2 separate regions of the Gossypium hirsutum genome follow, and region 2 is linked to region 1. Evidence: chromatin contacts called from public Hi-C data. All regions are on one chromosome and are shown on one strand. Each heading gives the region's core, a stretch centred on a gene start, on an enhancer-like site or on the middle of the called end of the contact. The rest is flanking DNA. Distances are from core to core; before and after follow the strand shown. Region 1 holds the start of LOC107939551 (tubulin alpha-3 chain). Region 2 holds the start of LOC107961709 (protein RRC1).

Region 1 (3,153 bases), core at 190-2,689:
ATTTGTATAAACAGTCCGTATGAAGACGATAACTGTTACTTACTTCTTTATTACTTGTGTATACTTGCACATCAATTGAATTATTTCGAGACAACATGTCATCTACGAGACAATTCACGTGTATACTACGTCGGTAAAATTAATAACGATAACTTTTCCATTAGTTCTGGAATGATTTGGTAAAAAAAATACAAATTAAAAGAATAAAAAAATAAAAGATTAAATATAAAACTAAAATAACCTATTTTATAAAGTGGAGGGCAAAATAAATTATTACTCCCTATAAAAAATAAGTTATTACTTCCCATACCATAAAAAATGATACATTAGTGTTAAACCAATTTAATTTAGTGCATTCCCACTTCAATTATAAAAGAAATGTCATGTGAACTAGAGGTGTGCATGGGTAAGGCCACCCGGCCTGGCTCAAAAGTCCGCTCGAAATTTGAGAGAGTTTGGGCAAAAATATAGGTCCGAAAAATGAGTTTGGGCAAAAATATTAGGCCTGTTTAAAAAATAGGTCAGGCCTCGGGTAAGGCATTTTTGGCCCGAGCCTGGCCCGACCCGACCCAAATTCACTACATGACAAAAAATCTATTTTTTTAATATTATTTCCTTATTGTTTTCTCCCTATTTGCTACTATTTTACTATTATGTTGCTACTATTTTGTTGTTATTGTTTGGATATTGTATAAAATTTATTTTATTGTTAATTTTTTTATTATTTTAAACACATTTGTTAATTTTGTTATTATTTTAGAAGCATTTCCTTGTTAAGTTGCATCTATTTTAGTGTTATTTAAGTATACATATTTTTTAAAATTTATTTTCAATATGTTGAGAAATATTTATCTTGATGTTTTTAGTATTTTTAATAGTTTATATATATTTTAAAATTATATAAAAAATAATATAAAAATTAACATGGGTGGGCCGAGTCTAACTCGGGTTTTAACATTTTTATTCGGGTCGGGCTTGAACAAAATTTTAGGCCTATTTTTTAGGCCAGGCCGGGCCCGGGCCTAGCAAACGGGACTAAATTTTTAGCTGAGCCTAACCCAAACCCAAACCCTGCCTGGCCCAGCTCATGCACACCTCTAATTTGAACTATTTATGGAAAAATTATATCATATAATTAATGAAATTAGTGAAATGTGATTGGTGTATACAATATTTTTTAGAGAATAAATTTCGAAACTTTGCATTAGCTGCCGACCTTAAATAGGGGAAATGAAAGCAGATATTTAGTATATTTGTATCTTCTCAGCCTTCAGTCTAGTTCAGTTCACTCATTATCCTTTGCATTCATAGTTCCATTCCATTTTCCCTAACAAATTTATTTAGATCTGATCAGATTTAACTCAGATCCTTTTGTATCGAGTCTTCTAAGTTCCAGATCTTTACTTATTTTGACCTTAGGCAGAAAGAAAAAGAAGAGATGAGAGAGATTATTAGCGTCCACATTGGTCAAGCTGGGATTCAAGTCGGGAATTCATGCTGGGAGCTTTACTGTCTTGAACATGAAATTCATCCTGATGGAACCATGCCCAGGTTTTATTTTATTTTGTTTTTGGGATCAAAATTCCAAACTTATTTCCCTTTTAACAAAAAGTTTGGATCTAGTCATGAGATAACGGTTTCTCTGTTTTTTTTCCTCCTTTTGTTCTTTTCTTGTAATGGCATTGCTAATGTGTTTTGCTGAAGAAGCTTAATGGTGAATGCAGTGACACCTCAGTCGGTGTAGCACACGATGCTTTCAACACTTTCTTCAGCGAAACGGGTTCAGGAAAGCATGTACCGAGAGCTGTCTTTGTTGATCTGGAGCCCACTGTTATCGATGAAGTGCGGACTGGCCCTTATCGTCAACTTTTCCACCCTGAGCAGCTTATTTCTGGCAAGGAAGATGCTGCTAATAACTTTGCCAGAGGCCACTATACAAGTAACAAACATCCTTTCTCTGCACTTCGCTTCCATTTTGGTGTTGTTTGTTTGTTTCCTTACTCTGATTCCGCTTTTGTTTTGCAGTTGGAAAGGAAATTGTTGATCTCTGCCTTGATCGAGTTAGGAAGTTAGCTGATAACTGCACTGGTCTGCAAGGTTTTATGGTGTTTAACGCTGTCGGCGGTGGAACTGGTTCTGGTTTGGGATCTTTGTTGTTGGAGCGCTTGTCGGTAGATTATGGAAAGAAGTCAAAGCTTGGGTTCACCATCTATCCTTCGCCTCAGGTACTTAGCTGTTTTGGTTGCTGCTAACTCATGGAAATCACCATTTTCGGTTTGCCATTTAGCCTTTGAAACTTTTATGTGGGGGTAATTTACATTATGGTCCATGTAGATCACAAGCCTTTAATTTTATCAAATTTAACCATTAAACTTCTATTATTAATAAATTAGGTCACTTATGCTAAGTCCATAAAGTAATTCTAATGGAAAAGTTGGTTAATCGTGCATACCTTACCGAGCATGAAATTCCAAAGTTGGTTATGCGTGGAAAGCAAGTCATATGTGCATGCTAAGACAGCTTTTGCAGTAAAATTATTTAATGGAATTAGAATAAGTGACCTAATATGTTAGTTATAGAAGTTCAATGATACACTTTGATGAAATCAAAGGTTTGGGACTTGAATGAAAGTTGATAAACTCAATTGTGTTGGACTGTTCTTTGGGTTTTTTCTTGTTAAATTTGCAGGTCTCAACTGCAGTTGTGGAGCCTTACAATAGCGTTCTGTCCACTCATTCGCTTCTTGAACACACAGATGTGGCTGTGCTCTTGGACAATGAAGCAATTTATGACATATGCCGGAGATCCCTCGATATCGAGAGACCAACTTACACCAATTTGAACCGGTTGATTTCTCAAATCATATCGTCCTTGACAACTTCTTTAAGGTTTGATGGAGCCATTAATGTGGACATTACAGAGTTCCAAACCAATCTTGTGCCTTATCCTCGAATCCATTTCATGCTCTCTTCTTATGCGCCTGTTATCTCAGCTGAGAAAGCATACCATGAACAGTTATCAGTTCCTGAGATCACAAACGCTGTGTTCGAGCCCTCAAGCATGATGGCGAAGTGCGATCCTAGGCATGGGAAGTACATGGCATGCTGCCTGATGTATCGAGGAGATGTTGTGCCCAAGGATGTTAATGCTGCT
Region 2 (3,153 bases), core at 448-2,947, 500 kb before region 1:
GACATCTTATCAGCTTTTGTTGCCTGACACAACTCCCAGTACAATGTGGCCAACACGACTTATCCCCAGTTGAGTTGACCACATTATTTGAAGTTGACTAGATGTAGTAGCCACCTTATGTGTACCAAATATCGAGATTTGTCGAGCATCAGAATGCCATTAATTAACCTTAGGTTGAATGCTCAAGCGTATTATTTTTTTCGAGGGTTGTCATGTACTCATAAAGTTCATCGAAATTATCTTCCAACTATTTAATCTTTATTCGACCACCTTAAAACTTGTATGGTACCTTCCCTAAAAATGCGTTGTAAATGTCCCCCTTACCAGGAACGATCACTGGCCCCATAAGAACTCCCCTATCCACCGGTAAACCCAATTGTACGTCCTCTAGTGTGATCGTACACTCACTGCACGAAAGATGAAATATGTGTCTTGGGTCTTTATCTTTCCACCAACGCGTTGATAAGTATGGGGTCCAATTTATAACCTCCGAGTACACGAGACACATGTAAGAATCATGCGCCTTGCAAATGAAGACGAATTGCATTGAGTGCGCTCTTAGATAAATTGTGTATGAACCTCTCCAAAACCCAATCATTCACCTATATATATCAACAAAATAATTTAAAAAATTTTAAAAATTAAAACTTTAAAATTAATTTAATAAAAAAAAATCCTTACCATTGCTAATCGCACAGCGAAACTATGTTAATCGTCGAAACGAATAAGAGAACTTGCCATTCGTGAAAAATTAATTATGAAATAGTAAACTAAAATTAGATTATTTTTATAAATATTTATTGGAAAATTTGAAACTAATATTGAGAGAATAGAGAGAATGAAGAGAATTAGATTTGAGTGAAAAGAGTGGAAAATGACTTAGGCTCATATAAGAAAAAAGTTACCAATTAGATTTGAGTGAAAAGAGTGGAAAATGACTTAGGCTTATATAAGAAAAAAAGTTACCATTGGGCAAATTATAATTTTATCGTTGGCCGAATTTGTAATTTGACTGTTGGGAGTTTACCATTGGAGGAAAGCGCGTCCAGTTGGGCGCGCTTTCTTGCCAACTCAGAGGAAAACGCATCTAACTAGGCTCACTTTCCTGCAACTTTGCAGAAAATGCTTCCAGCTAGACAAGTTTTCATATACTCTCTCCAAAATTGACTTATTTCCTTAATTTAATAAAAAAAGCCTATTTTGCCAATTATTTTTTGACATATATGCCTCATTTAGCCTAATTATATAATTTTAAATTCTAAAAAAATATTAATTATTTTTATAATTAATAATACTTGAGACGAAAATCTGTAAACAAGTAACAAAACCTAAAATCAAATTATTGTATATAATAAGTTGGTCCAAAAAGTATTAGACAATACGGATATTAATAAAATTAATAAGAAACACAAGCATCATATGTAATTTTACCTATTTAATTTAACATTTTATATACTCTCCTAGAACTAAATTATTATTCTTTTATACTATTATATAAAAATATAAAAATAAAACTTAAAACTTAAATAATGTGCAAAGATACTTAAAGAATGATAAAATATTGAATTTGAGTATAATTAACCGTGATAAATTGTTAATATCTTGTTGAAAAATATAACGCTCACAATTCAGCGGTGCAGGGTAATTGTCATTAGTTGCTCTTGTGGAGAGTAAATTACTTGGTCACCTTTTTATTAATTCAGGGGGCTAAATAATAGAAGAGACAATTTCTTTCTTTCTTTTCTTTAATGAAGTAAATAAATCACTATACTAAAGGGTTCTATATTCTATCTGTTTCCCCCTATTTTGGCTACGTTTCTTTTTGGCCCGAACCTAACAATCCATCCCTTCTATCGCAGAAAACCTTGGATCTGGCTCAGGTATGGTTTCACGCCCTCTTCTCTATACTCCACGCTGGGAGGTGGTGTAATTTGTTAGGGTTTACTCTATGTTAAGGATTCGATCAATTTGGGGGGGGTTTAAGATAATTATTTTTGAGGTTGAATGATTAGGGTTTTGAATGCCTGATTAAATAATTTGAAGATGAGTCCATTTTCAATCACGCGTAAGAAAACGCCTTTCCAGAAGCACAGAGAAGAGGAAGAAGCCAAGAAGAAGGTACAATTGCCTCTCTTAGTTACAGAGCTCAAAAAAATTAATTAATTTTGGTTCTTGCTAGAATTTGCAGCTTCTGGAGCCAAATAATTGACTTCAATTTCTGGCTTTTCTTTTTGGTTTTATTAGAGGGCAGAGGACGAAACTGCTCGATTATACGAGGAGTTTGTGGCATCGTTTCAAGGAGATAATACCCCTGGATCGAAGGCATTTGTTCGAGGTGGAACAATCAATCCCAACGAGAGGTTGAAATCCGATTCTGAAGGTTAGTTTGATCCCGAGACTCAACTTTTGTGTTTCAAGCAGCAATTTTTTTAATAATTTTGTCTTAGTTTTTTAAGTGTCGATGTTTTTGTTTTGCACTATGGATTAGTAGAATAATTTTTCTATTGTATCACGAGGACACATTAATAAAAATATGGGCCTTTTTTATTCATTCGCGGATGGCAGGTGAAAAGTCCAAAGATGGGATGTCTGTTCCAAAGAAGGGAAGTAGGTAATAATAATTGCTTTTGATTAACCGCGCTGCATTGTTAATGCTCTTTGGTGAGGCATCATGGATGGAAAAGCTGTGTGGTGACAATAGTGCTGTTTTCATTCTAGCCTTGTATTTTTAAGGGCTTCTTCTATAATATCGTGAAAAAGAATTTCATATAGCGGTGTTCCAACTTGCGTACCATTTACTTTAAAAGGATTCAATTAGTGGGGGGAGGGGGCTTTTCTAGTTTCGAAAAGAAATACTTGTTGTTTATAGTTTTCTGAATTTCAATTCTTAATTGCCACTCCATTGTGGAAGTTTTACCTTTTATGGCTTATTTATAAGTCCTAATCTGCTTTATGAAAGAAAACTACTCGGAAGTTAATGATACTTTGCTGTTGATAACATCTACCATGGTGTAAAAGAAATATGAAAAGTTCCACTACCAGTCAACTGACTTCAATGGAGTAATTAGAGATAGAAAAAGAAATCATTACTTTTTATTTGTAAAGATCAATTCAAATGAATGGTTATAATGCAATTTTGGCCGTTAAATCTTT

Evidence for each region. Hi-C and Micro-C count contacts between places; a contact is called where the count stands out from the background.
Region 2: a contact with region 1 is called in a Hi-C map of leaf, with 1.8 times the contacts expected there. The contact joins the promoter of LOC107961709 here to the promoter of LOC107939551 in region 1. A contact is called at or near these places in 2 of 34 Hi-C or Micro-C datasets (callus and leaf).

Annotation. Positions count from the first base shown.
Region 1 is chrA06:50,167,577-50,170,729 of Gossypium_hirsutum_v2.1, reverse strand. LOC107939551 (tubulin alpha-3 chain) reads left to right here and starts at 1,439. Exons shown (of 5, transcript NM_001327431.1): 1 at 1,439-1,551; 2 at 1,725-1,939; 3 at 2,026-2,225; 4 at 2,689-3,153. The coding sequence starts at 1,439.
Region 2 is chrA06:50,671,245-50,674,397 of Gossypium_hirsutum_v2.1, reverse strand. It overlaps LOC107961709 (protein RRC1), which reads left to right and starts at 1,697. Exons shown (of 17, transcript XM_041115597.1): 1 at 1,697-1,880; 2 at 2,044-2,118; 3 at 2,245-2,380; 4 at 2,566-2,611. The coding sequence starts at 2,044.